Linked DNA regions of Hordeum vulgare: region 1 is linked to region 2. Evidence: chromatin contacts called from public Hi-C data. All regions are on one chromosome and are shown on one strand. Each heading gives the region's core, a stretch centred on a gene start, on an enhancer-like site or on the middle of the called end of the contact. The rest is flanking DNA. Distances are from core to core; before and after follow the strand shown.

What was found. A called contact is a pair of places that touch in the nucleus more often than the background predicts.
Region 1: a Hi-C map of seedling shows a contact between it and region 2, with 5 times the contacts expected there. The contact joins the promoter of LOC123395084 here to the promoter of LOC123395024 in region 2. A contact is called at or near these places in 4 of 6 Hi-C or Micro-C datasets (leaf and seedling) and 1 of 1 datasets of contacts at active chromatin or transcription factors (embryo).

What each region holds. Positions count from the first base shown.
Region 1 is chr5H:404,394,173-404,400,875 of MorexV3_pseudomolecules_assembly, reverse strand. It overlaps LOC123395084 (putative hydrolase C777.06c), which reads right to left and starts at 4,909. Exons shown (of 12, transcript XM_045090015.1): 1 at 4,587-4,909; 2 at 4,336-4,499; 3 at 4,090-4,202; 4 at 3,783-3,824; 5 at 3,650-3,705; 6 at 3,279-3,355; 7 at 2,968-3,087; 8 at 2,362-2,438; 9 at 2,212-2,275; 10 at 1,903-1,953; 11 at 1,779-1,827; 12 at 87-448. The coding sequence starts at 4,767. The coding sequence ends at 330. LOC123395086 reads left to right here and starts at 5,119. Exons shown (of 3, transcript XM_045090016.1): 1 at 5,119-5,216; 2 at 5,704-5,906. The coding sequence starts at 5,720.
Region 2 is chr5H:403,802,504-403,809,458 of MorexV3_pseudomolecules_assembly, reverse strand. It overlaps LOC123395024, which reads right to left and starts at 5,205. Exons shown (of 4, transcript XM_045089935.1): 1 at 4,926-5,205; 2 at 4,494-4,782; 3 at 3,048-3,964; 4 at 1,479-2,512. The coding sequence starts at 3,940. The coding sequence ends at 2,014. It overlaps LOC123395023, which reads right to left. Exons shown (of 19, transcript XR_006609645.1): 18 at 6,477-6,572; 19 at 5,970-6,347. LOC123395025 (THO complex subunit 6) reads left to right here. Exons shown (of 12, transcript XM_045089937.1): 11 at 761-877; 12 at 992-1,292. The coding sequence ends at 1,087.

The DNA.
Region 1 (6,703 bases), core at 3,660-6,159, 590 kb before region 2:
AAACATCTTCAAGAACTATTTAAATCTATTAATAGTGGTACAAACACAGTATACCATAAAAATAGAAAGTATCAACTCAGAAAGTATTAAACAAACCACTGCTGAAACTTAATTTCATCAGCGATGTAAGGACTAAATTTGCTAGTACATATGATTCCTCTGTTGAGGAGGAGGGGTGGGGGAAGAAAGATAAGTAAAAGGAAAGCTTGACGTGAGGAGTTTGACGGATTACATGTTGTGATCATTTTACTGAAATGAAACTACAGAAAATCTGCAACTGCCGTTCAACAGTGCCCAAAAGATTAACATATCGCGTGTGCCCAATTGTTCTAGAGCCTTACAGGTATACTGAGACCATCATAGCTAAGCTGGACGTCAAGCCCCTCTGTTTCCATCAGCCTGGCAAGATCATCGTTCACTTTCTCATGGTCCATTAAATGCATCATCCCTGAAGATACCATTCAGTCCAGTTTAACAATAGCAATATAATCGAAATAATGGAAGATGAGGCACATGCAATTTGATCAAGTAAGACTGTAAGCTTCCCATAGTTCCATGTCAAGAAGAAAAGATTGTGATCGAGTTTCCAAGACTCCATTCCTGGAACCAATAATTATGAACTGTGTTCGATATAAATATTGAGATTTGATGCGTTCACGTGTTCAGGCGTAATTTGTTACTTTCTTGGACAAGTACTCGAGAGGTGATATACCACTCCCTTAGTTCCTAGATATAGGGTGTATAGTTTTTTACTCGAGAGGTGATATACCACTCCCTTAGTTCCTAGATATAGGGTGTATAGTTTTTTACTCGAGAGGTGATATACCACTCCCTTAGTTCCTAGATATAGGGTGTATAGTTTTTTACTCGAGAGGTGATATACCACTCCCTTAGTTCCTAGATATAGGGTGTATAGTTTTTTGAGAAAAAAAAACTGGAATACAGGATATATTGCCTTTGAGGACAAATACTGGGATTTGTTATGATATTCGAGCAAAAAACTATACACCCTATATCTAGGAACGGAGGGAGTAATATCTAACATCAAGAACAAGAGTCATAAGAAATAACATTGTCAACATGTATTAGGAGTTTTGCTTGGTCTTGCAAAAACGAAGTCCTTCAATTATTGAACAGTTCCCTAAGAAGATCAAATAGTTGGATTGGATGCCTTTCTTGTTACTTTTCTAGATGAAATCATGTCCAGTAAACAACAGATAGGTAACATCTCTCAACTGTAAACTAAAATCATGTTACACTTTTCTGCTGCAAACTGTGCAGTCTGTTTAAGGGTGTGTTATGTTTTGTAGAACCATAGAGAAAATCCAAAATGCACTTAAGAGCTGACACTGACAGCATGTTTGGTCGGGTGCAATTAGAGCTAGGGGGTGAGGATTGAAGGGGTATGAGACTTCAAATCCATCATATGGTTAGGGGGCATGGGAATTGATGAGGGACTAGGCATAGCAGTTGAGAGTCCAACTCCCACCATTTTATTAACAGGGGAGGGGGAGGGAATCATTTTAGTGATTACATCTTAACCCCTTCATCATAACTTATGTCATCATCTCTTGGCTAATCTAGCACCAATTCCCACTAAACAAATAACGGAATAAACTTCTCTGCCAAATTCCCATTAGATACCAAACAAAGGAGTTGGAATAGAACGACAGATCCCATGCCCTAATCTCAATACAACTCCTGAGCTATTTTGTAAGGAAAAAAAAAGTTCACTATAATTATAAAAGCAACAACATGATTGGTTACTCAGGCCATACCGGTAAACAGTGTTCTCTTTGGTTTGATTTTCCTGACTTCCTCGAGGGCCTGTATAGTTGAAGAATATATCACAACTGAATACTGTGAAATATAAGAAGGAAGAACTAATGTGTTAGAACTTACCCTAGGTAATCCAAAGTGTGTTGAAGAAGAACGATCAGGTCTAAGAGCATCCTGTAGTAAGTTACATAAAACCAAGATCAATCCAATTTATAGTCAACAGTGATTACTCAAGAGAGATGCACAGGTAGGTCAATACAAAAGTTAGCAGGATAAGAAATGTGCATCTTTCAGATGAATCTAACTATTTCATGATTCAACAATCAGAGAAACGCAAGAAAACAAAGTTAGCAGCATACAACAGTCCAATGAAATAATTTCATGATTTAACAATCAGAGAGATACGCAAAACAAGAAAAAGAGAAGGAATACCAATATAAGAAGTTGACAGTCTTCCAGAAGTTTGTAGGTTTCGTCAGGTATATCACTGACATCACTGCAAACATCAGAGCAATTCAGATAAGATGCCTACCAACACACAAGTCGTTACAATAAACAGGCCTTGCAGTGAACTCAGTCTACCTTATGTAGCATATGTCACCAAAACGGAAACCAAGGGAACGGTAACCCTGACCATGCCATACAGGCAAAGGAATTACCTGAAATGTAGACATTATATCTTTAGCAAAATAAATTGAACATGAGACTCTGTTATGAATCCAAAGTATATTCAACACATACTGACCTAATGAATAAGTAATTTTGCATTTGAGCGGGATACATAAAAACTGAGATCATGACACGTTTACTTAGCTCCACAACCACAGGTTGGTAGGTTCTCCATATAATGTTTCTATCCAAAAGTTCCCCATATTACATCGAGCCATCAATGAAAACAAATGTACTCGAACTTACTGGAAGGCATCTTGTCTGAATTACGCTGGTAAACTGCCCTATTAGCTGCTACTAACAGCACTATCAATCAATTAAGTGATCCCATCCCATTATAAGTTATAACTGACCAAAATAAAAGAGTTAAACGTACATTTGTCTACCTGGCTACATGTACTATTTTCTTGCTACATCTCACTGAGTCTAAAGGGAGAATACCATTTGTAATTTGTAAGCGAACAGCTTATAAGTATAAGTCCACTTCTTGCTTTGAAGTTGTTGTTTCAGATTACAAACCTCAAGATCCTGAACGGTAAATGGTTCCTCGTTTATAATGTTGAACTGTAATGTTGAAACTGCAGCTCCAGGTATAACCGTACTTGTGTCGACCAAATAGTGGTGTGTCATCTTCATCACCTGATACAAACGAGCAAATGGGGGAAAGGAAAGAAAACTGAGCCAGCTGTAAAGATATAAACTAAAAATGGAAAGGCGTAATTTTTTAATAAAATGGCATAATGGATTTTCATGTATTCCATAAAATTTCTGAGGCTGTAATACTAGAAAAAAATTAATATACAACATAACTAAGTACAAGATTTTCGAACCTCATAATCACGCGGTGCCACATAAATTGGGATGGAGGGCTGGACATTGTTCGTCCAATCACGAAGACAATCAAGGCCTGCACCATTCACACTGTTATCTTTTTGGAAAGGAAAAGGCCACAAGGATGATGGTTTTTTTGTTTCAACTAATAGAAACAAAATTGTGTTGCGGGAAGTGTTTGGAAAGGACAGACGCTAGACGGGACAATTAAAAATGGTACAACAACAACAAAGCCTTTAGTCCCAAACAAGTTGGGGTAGGCTAGAGGTGAAACCCATCAGATCTCGCGACCAACTCATGGTTCTGGCACATGGTACAAGCATTCAATTATAAGGTGCATAGGAATTGAGAAGGTTGGAACCACTCAGACCTCCAATTGCATCAGCATGAGAATGAGTAATAATGACAGCATCAATCTCCCTCAACCTGAAGATCAGCAGCAAACGTTAACAACACTTACGTTTCTTGAAAATAAATAACAGTGCATGTGAACAGTTCAGTACCCAAAAGCAGGGAACCACTGGAGCGCGGAATGGTAGAAAAACCTGACAGAAGAAACAAAGCATCAGGGTGTGATAGCTCGTTACTAGTAAACATTTACTTTCTACATGCACATTATTTACTAAAACAGCTTGTATATCAGCTACTATGAATGTAAGCAATTTCAGGTTACTCTGCTTCAAAACAGTGATACACTCTGGGTGTTTTCTACTATCCCTGCCCATAGCTCTAGCTTCGGGTATGATAATAATCCGTTGCTTGTTGCGGGAGAGAGAAGAAGCAACTGGCAGTGCAAGAAATAGCGCATACTTGCCAGCATCGATGAGGATGTTAGAAGTGCGAGACGGCGTGACATGGCGCAGGAGAATGGAGGTGTTGCGCCTTCGGTTCCGGTTCCCCGGCTCTGCTGCCTTGGTGCAAACCTGCGAACAGGCCATAATAACAAACAAACAGCCAACATCACACCGAGCACCTAGCTAGCCGAGCACTGTGAGAAAAGCAGAACAAAGTGAGTCCACCGGTGGTTGATAACGGGATGGAGGTGGAGGGCCATACGGGGCAGGTCTTGGAGGGGTGGGTGAGGCAGCTGACGCGCGGGACGCCCTCGCTGGTGCCCGTGCCGAGGAAGATGAGCTCCGACTTGCGCGGCTCCTCGTGCTCCGCCGCCGAGGAAGAGACAGCGCTGCCAGGGGCGCCGCAGGAGGAGGAGAAGAAGCGCGCTGGAGGGTTCACACCAGGGGGGTATAGGCATTACGTCGAACAGCTGAGGCGCAACCAGTACATGATGCAATTACGATTTTACGTACGCGAAGCGCCGGAGCGGAGGCGCGCGAGGGGGAGGCGGGAGGAGAGCGGCGCGGCGGGCGCCGGGGCGCGGAGAGGGAGATGCGCGCCCAGGGAGCGCGCGGCGGCGAGCGAGCACGCGAAGGGCGAATGCAGCATGGGCACGCGGTGGGCGCGCAGGAGAGCTGCGGTCGCCCCAGACATCGGGAGAGCGCGGATGCGTCTGTCTGCCTTGCGGCGGCGGCCGGCGAGTCGGTAACGACGGGGTCTCCGTGGACGCTGGCCACCTGTCGCCCTCTCTGTCCGCCGGGCGGGAGGGAGCGACGCTGGCAAGTGGGCCCGGCGTTTCCCTGCCCCGACGGTCAAGAAAGCCGCGCGGCTCTTCTGACTGCTTGTTCACTGACATCTGGGTCAATAGTCCAGAGAGCCCTGTGCAGTGTGCAGTGAGCATTGACATGTGAGTCAACAGGCCGTAAGTGGGCTTTACATGGACTTTCGGCCTGGGCCGAGGAATAATTCCGTCTCTTTCTTCTCCCCCACTTCCTCCCTTCCTCCTGTCCGTCCGCATCTCCTCCCCCCCCCCCCCCCTCCCGGAGCACGCAAGGAGATCGACTTCGCCGCGCCGGCTCGCCGGCGACGACATCCACCCACAGGCACGAATATCTATCTCTCTCCCTCTCGCTCTCCCGCTCTGTTTGCTTCGCATCCTCGTACTTCACGTGGTGTTGGCGTTTGCCCGATCCCGGGATAGGCTAGATCGCCCGTATCTGGGATCAACGGAAGGATGATTAAAATTTCTTGCGGTCTCTAGTGGAGACGTTTCCAAAATGATAGTTCGTCGCGCCTAGCTGGGACCGCAGTAAGCTAACCGCGTTGATTTGTGCAGGTTTTCTGAACTTGTAGGCTACCAGTTAGTTAGAAATTTCCTGTTTCTCACTTTAGATGCTTACCATCTTGATTTTGGGGTACTTGGTGCTTATTATAGTTATATAAACTTTATGCTTGCCTCAAGACAAGCGTGTCGCCACTTGTTGCTGCCAATTCATCGTGCAAAGGCATTTTTAGTCCAGTGCAAAACTCTAGTTCCATTTTCACTTCTTGTATGCTACCGATGATGAAAGCTGCTGCGTTTTTCAACAGAGTGGTGGTGCGTATAATGAACAAAGGCAGCATCCACAAAAAGGAGACGCACGGGACAAGCGACGACATAAGCGAGGACACGTCTGTGGAGAAGGTCAGGGGGCCCAATCTGTTTGAACGGGCCAAGGAAGAGATTGAGGCTCTTGTGGCGTCTGTTCACGATAAGATGGAGCACCATTCCAGTCCCTGCAGGAAGGAGGGTGGTAATTTACTCAAGTTGATGTCATTTTGCCTAATTTAACTCCCACAAGTATTGCTTCCTGTTACATGCCTGGAATTATGCTCACATTAGAAATTAGATGGGCAGGATAAGAGCATCTCCAATAGATGGTCCAAATTTTGACGGTCCAAAACCGGAGATGTAAAATTTGGACCGCCAAAAAGTGCATTTTGGAGCTCCGAAAAACGCTCAACTCCAACAGATGGTCCAAATTGATGGTCCAAAATAGCAACTCCAATAGATGGTCCAAACCAAAGATGTAAAAATCTGAAAACGGCCGCGCGGCTGCTGCCAGCCACTGTTCAGCCGCGGTTTTGCATTGAAATAGCATCAAAAATTTGAAAATGAAGTGCATCATCATCATAGTTTCAATCAAAAGTGCATCACCATCATAGTATCAAATCCCTCTACCAAAAGAGCATCGTCTCAATCAAAGTTTTTCGCCCTAGAAATTGAAATGCACATGAATATTACTCATGCGGGTCATCAACACCACCGGCCTTGTGAACCGTGGTACGATCATCATCTTCACCACCTTCTTTGTCGACGTTCTCAACAAGCGGTGAACTCTCGTTGCCGTGAGCACCACCGGAAGCATCTTCATTGCGTCCCATACCGGTCATGTTGCCGACGAAGCCAACTCCAACGCCACTCATGTTGCCGCCTTCTTCTCCTCTAGTTCCACCTTCCTCTCCTCGGCCGCGGCCAACCTCTCCTCGGCCGCCGCCCTCTTCTCCTCGGCCGCTGCCCTTCGCCGCTCGGCCTCACTCCTCTCCTCTA
Region 2 (6,955 bases), core at 3,956-6,455:
TTAGTGTAGCTCATGATTCAGATGGCCACTAAACTAGTGTCCAGTAAACTGGTAAGGTTGGTTGATGCTCATTGTTAGAAATAACTCATATTTAGTTTGAAGAGGGATAGAAATGTCCATTATAGTAGTGCATCGTAAACTTGTTAGGTTATTCAATTTTCATTAATAGAAATTAATAGAAATAGCTCATCACTAGTTTGTAGATTTGACAGGAAATGATCAGTGTATGGTGAATTTCCAAGGTTACTCAATGCTCATTAGAAGTGGCTCGTCGTTGGCTTAAAGGGGACAGGCAATAATAGAGACATATGCCTGCCTTTAGTGAGTTTAGCAAGTACTATGGCCATAACAAACTAGTCACCCACATATCCAATTACTTCAATCATTTCCATGCATCTGATATGGTTAAGGCGAACAAAAATTCCCACTGGTGTATGATTTATCACAAAAGACTGTTTAGATTTATCGCTAAAGACACCAGTACCCTTTTCCAAGCCGAGACCAAGTAGCTCTCAAGCAGTTACATAATACTACAAACTTTGCAGATCAGAAAAAATGCTAGTGGATCTCCTCTTGAGATCCACGAAAACACAAGTGCAAAAGGTATGCAATAAAAAGGCGACTTGTCTTTAATGCTCTTTAGTCTGATGAGTACGTAATATAAACAACAAAGTGGCATGCATGATTTATGTCAACTCTTTTGCTTCCAATAGCATGCTAACCATTTCCGCATTTTTCCTTTTCATCCACGCCCATTCAGATTTTAGCAGTCGGCGCTGAACCTGCGCTCTCCCGTTTCACGATCAACGGGGTTGTTGTTTCGCAAATAAAGTGCGCTCCTCCATCGGCATTTTCCGTCTCCATGCATTCATCCGGGGTATGTATCCACGGCCCTTTCGGTGCTCATTTTGAGACCACTTCTTGGATCCGCATCATATCCCGACATCTGGGGCTGGAAATTTTGTTCTCACTCGCTACCCGTGCCGTTCAGATGGCAGCTGTTGCTGGGCATGGAGGTCTGGTGGATGTCATCTCTGGATTTGGGAGCCATCTCTGCGCGTTTCGTTGCCGTGGCCTGGATAGGTAATCAGTTATCCGGGTGTTGATGAAACGTTGCCACGCAATTTCCGTGCGGCAATCCTGCATTAGTCTGCGGAATGCGATAATTGTATTTTTTTCCTTTCACTGTTGTAATACTAGTTTCAGTTCGGTCCACGGAACGATTTCCTGACAAGGATAGATTCTTTGTAAATGTCCTTGTTCTAGATATTCTCCTGGAGCTTTTGATACAATCCGTCTCAATCTGTTTCCCATGTGTTAACTTTTGAATTTAGCTAGAGGTAGCCACTCCTGCAACTCTCAGTAACGTACGCAGGAATACCTGAAGACCAGGACTCAGTCGGTCTTTGCGTGTGTGCGTGTAAACCTTAAATTATCAACAACAATTGAAAAATATTATTCAAAAAATAGATATGAAATTGCCACCAAATTGTGCTCAGTTGGTCAATACCAAGCTGAGTAATAGTATTAAACTTCTCTTACATTTAACAAAGAACCAAGTTATAGACTTATGCAGCCCAGGTTTACAAAGTGTCGCTACCAACACACGATCGGTTTGTAAACATCAAGAAAATAACAAAGTTGCAGTACACATTGTCCAAACTCCAAACAAACTTACTTACAGTACAGGCTTACACACCGTTCAAGTCGACTGATTTTGAAGTTCCACCACCACTCAGGCACACTATTTACACCTTCAACCCATCACCCATGGAACCAACAGGTGTGCCAGAAATACCCATTTCTGGCAAATATGTACACTAAAACCTTCCTATATATACACGAAGGCGTGGTGTGGATCGTGGAGAGATATCACCAGCAAGGCTTCCAAATCATCAGGCTTGTATGAGTACTTCTAAGAATTCAACCATTTTCATTCTCCTACTTCATGAAGCAGATATCTGGAGATTTACCTACCACCTATTCGTTGAACTGCACGCTAGGTAGAAGAACTTACAACCTGGGCAGCAGCCACCCAAAGGTCCATCCAAGGAGCAACCCTGCGCCGACGATGCCTACGCCAACTGCAAACATGATGGCCTTGCAGAAGCCACCTTCCTTGTTCTGCCTCCTGCTTTTCTTCTTTGCCCTGCCTTTTCGCTCCTCTTCTGGCTCCGCCTTCTCCTCCTTCATCACCGTCCAGGGAAGCTCCGGGAACATGGCTGCTATCTGATGCTCTTTCAGCCTGAGCTGGAGGCATATGTTCTCCAGCTGCAGCATTTTCAGCCACTGCTTACACGCAAAGAGGTGTGAGGCCTGACGAAACAATAGCTTGACGACGTGGTCTTTCTCATCGTGAGCATTCTTGGCAGCCACCTCAGCTTCCCTAGCCCGTGTCTGCGAATGGCGAAGAGCATCCAGTAGCTGGGCCCTCTCGGCATCTTTCTGATTCTGATATGTTTGCTTGCTCCCTGGTGTATGATCACCACTACTATATGAATCCTGTGTGCCCCTGCATTTCAAATAATAATAAAGATATAAATGCACAGAAATCAGGAAGAAAGCTTGGATGAAGAAAAAGGCGCCTGAGGTATTTCCAGGGATTACATAATAATAATATACAAAAAGGGGCATAAAATGGACATCAGTGGTCCTCTGCCATATTACATCAAAATTAAATTGAAGTAGAATAATGAGTCAACTTTTACCGGGGTGCATTTACCTTTTATCGAAAATAAGGTTTTTTGGGTGTTGCAAAATTACCGAAAACAAGTTTAACTGGCCTGCAATTTTGATTATGACAACACACAAAGAACTGACATTGATTTACTACATATATACAGACCGGAACTTAATTAACAGCTTGTTCCTTTAATTTCAGCCTAAGTAGGGTTGGGTGTAATATGTAGATAATGGAGACTCCTTGTAGTGAAAAAATACATAAAAGAAAAGAAAATACGTATGGCGTAAAAATCTACAAAGGAGGGCACCTAGTTATAGTTTTAAACTTTTGATGGTCATGAAACAAGACAAATGGAAACACATACCCATGCGCATCATTTTTGTGAGACTGTTGCCAGCCTCCACCGTCAGATGAATTCGTCTCATTGGTGCTCGAGAGGCTATAGCTGCACATCATGGTGTCATGTAGTTGAGGTTGCGAAGAAGAAGATGAATTCCCACAGCCATCCTTGTTTTCATGGCCGTTCAGTTTTGGCCCATGAATACGCACTACCTGAGTGGGCTTTGGCAGATCGTTGTTCTCAATGTGCTGCATTGCCCTTTCCGCGACAAGCGAAGCCAATCCTTCCTCATCAGCTACTTGCCACCAGGGCTGAGACTTCCTGTCTTGTTCCCAAGGTGGATCCATCTCATAGCACGCCTTCTGTGGTTTCTTGGGAAACAAAGGATCGAAGGTTTTGAACTCCATAAACTCTTTGTCCTCACGAAGCAAGCTATTCGGATTTCCTCTGCACTTGAGACTCGCTTGAGGGCACCCTTCGCAAGGTGCTTCAGATGTTTGCTTCATAAAAGCCGTCGAAACCATCCACGGCGGCTCAGAAGGGCACTCGCTCTTCTTGGTGTTGATGTCGTCAAGCGTAGAGACGGGCGAGAAACTGTCCACTTTCTTGGCGCTGGCCTCTCCGCCCATGTAATTCAGACGGTCGCCAGAAAGCACCTTGTGGGACCCGAAATTGGGCTGCAGCTGAAGAAACCAGGCGTCTATCGGCTGACTGGAGTTCATCGGGTTCCAGTTCAAATGCATGAAGTTTGGGATGTGGCAGTCTCGCGGACTGGTGGGGTTCCCGCTGTTTGCTTCATGCTGCTGCTGCATCGACGGTGGACAGCAGGCCAGTTTGGGAGCCCTCTTTGCATCCTCCTGAAACAAGCAGCGGTTGGCGGCCCGTTGCCAAGCAGCTCTCGCTTCCGCCGCCGTCATCAGTCTCGCATGTCAAGAATCCGCCTGCACATCAGCAAGTTGACCGTCAGCATTAGCTCATATAGTACTTGTTTCGAAGTGAAAACAGCATCAGCAAAACGCTCTCTCTAAATAACAGTTGAGAGCAGCAGCGTAACACGCATAACTCGCAAACATTCCCAAAACTATCGGATAAACCATCCACAAAACGTCCATGATGAAGTGCTTGGTGTCAGAAAGACTAATTCAGATGCCAGATATAGGACAGTGGCACTGCCAATGTGGCGGTGCAGTACATGATAGCGCTATCCATGTCGGTTGCTTCCCCAAAGCAAGCAAGCAACGTTGAAGCACAGAAATGTCCACGGTCCACCCATCGGCCATGGCGCAGAAGAAGGCCGACACCCCCGGACCCCTACCAAAGGGAGCAGACGGGTCATGGCGGCTGGATCTGGCCCGGGGAAGAGCCCGGACTCCTCTCTTTTTAACTCCAAAACAAAAACTCGGCTCCATGAAATAATCGCATGACATGGACGACATCCCAAGAAAATCTTATCAGGCGAGGGTGCTTCACCTGGATCTGCAAGAAGTGGTGCCGGCCGGGACGAGTGAGCCCCACCCACGGGATGAAGATCCAGGCCACGTGCTCGCAAGCTTGAGCGGCGGAAGAGGAAGACGTCGATCTTCCACAGATAGCAAGATGAGGCGAGCGGATCAAGAAGTGAACCTGCCCTGCCCCTAATAAATGGAGAAGGGGGAGAAGAGCGGAGACTGCGGGCGGGCGGGCGGGCGGGCGGGCGGACAGGGGATCGGATCGGAGCGGAGCGCTCTTGCGTTGCGTTGCTTGTCTGCCTACTCCCTCCCTCCGGAGAATGACGTGAAAGCAAAGCAAGGGCAACAATCAAACGCAAAGATAGATATTTTAGTTACTTGGTTATTAGTATTATTAATATTGCTGGTAAAATGAAATCGGAAAGGAAATTTCTCGTCATCCTCTTCTTCTTACCTTGGCTGGCTGGACGGCGCCGTGCTTCACAAGGCCGGATTTCTGCTGCTGTGATGTTCGTCCTCCCCGTCAGTATTTGACTAGGATTTTATTCCCCTGGCACGCTGCCGCTGGGCTGGTTTTCCGTTTCTGGGGGCGAGGGGAGAGAGGGGGGGAATGGGACGGGCAGGATCCCTGCCGTCTCGCGGCCGCCTCGATCTCGATCTCGATGGGAATCTGTGGAATCCTATCCATAGGTTTCTCTCTCCTCGTCTACTTTTTTTTTATTTATCAATCAATTTGCTGCTGTTTTCTGCTTGGAGTGGAGTGGTGTCAAGGGTGGGCAGGGGGCGGTGTGTGTGGGGACGTGTGTGCCCCGCTGATGTCGCCACATCACCTTCCACTCGAGCTAGGTGTGTGACTCACTCCGCCATCCAAAACAATACACTAAATAAATGTGTGTATGTATGTATGTATTCCATCCGTAAAAGTAGACCTCTTTACCAGTCTGCCGTAACCAAACCTCTAATGCATCCTAGAGTTTAGGTCCTTTGGTTCAAATGAATTTCACATAAATAATTTTTATCCTGAGTTTTGTCTATGCAGGTCGTCTGTTCACTTTATTTTCACTGTGGTGCGTCAAACACTATTTCATGCTAATCGTGTAGTAGTTTTCTAATCATATACTACTATCTCTAAACTAATGTATGCCGTTTTAGATCATTATATTAGTTTATCAGTTTTGCTAAAACACATCTAGATATGTCATAAGTGTTGCATATCTAAGTCCTATATCACTGATCTTACGCGAAGATTCGTATGATTTTTTTTATGTTTACTTAATTTCTTAGATGTACAATAACTATGACACATTTAGATGTATGACAGAGGGAGTAGAATTTAATAGTGTGTGACATTTTGATTTTGTTTATTCTTTTTTTATTATGTCTTTGATACCTTGCGAATCAAACAGGCCCGTGTGGATTTTTCTGTTGTTCAAACGAGTGCGTTGATTTCCACAAAATCACCGACAGTGTAAAAGAACTAGGCAAAGTCTCCACGAGATTTCCATTCTATAAACAACATCCATGGATTTTCACTGGAGAAAACATGTTCTAGTCTCTACGATTTTATCATAAACAAAAGGCCATGTTATATGTGGTAAGCTGCTATAGAAAAACAAAACATATCACGCCATGCTATATACTACAGTATAAAACAAAAGGTAAAGCAATCACTCGCTAATATAAAGAAGGACGCAAGACGAGAGTAAAACTGACAGTGTACAATCATGACAACCCACACCCACACGTAAGGTCATTCTTCTCCCCGCTCAACGCGCTTAATTTCTTGAGAGAACTGCCGCTTTTGCCCGATCTCTCGCCAACAAACAAGAGATTTGATTGTTTCGTGACACAGTCCGCCCAAGCCATGCACGGCACCCTGCGTACAATGCAAAGCAAAGCTCAGCAAGCAAGCAAAGGAAACCACATACAGGAGTCAACACTTCCTGCACAGATATTTTCGTTTCTGAAAACGTCTACACGTAAATCTCGAATGGGCTGTACATACAGAGCAATCTTTGGCTCGCCACAGGCTGTGAGCCTTCCTTTCATGTGCAGGTCTTACCCTTTAGAGAACGTGCAAAAGCTTCGCACATCTTCCCATCTGGCAGCAGAGAAGTGAACACGGGTTAGGCCTGGAACTTGCCTCGCATGTGTTGGGCTGTGAGCTGCAGCCCGCATGCTCTATTGAGCGTGCAGCGGCCAGTGGTTTTACCTAACAGCAGTACATGGATAGATCCAGCAGCTGTTGGTCCACGACCGGGACGGGCGCGCGTGAATCCAATTCACCACCACGTGCTGCAGTGACCAGCTGCCGGCGAGACGAAAGGGGCGGCAGAAGTTTCTACAGTGCTGCTGTGAAAGCATGGTTTTTTGTTACGTAGGTCAGTATGATTCTACCGAGTGGTGGATGGTGACCGGTTCATGTCTTCGGAGAAGCTGCGCCTCCTTGGCCATGTGTCCATATGGCTCCATATGCCTCGTCAG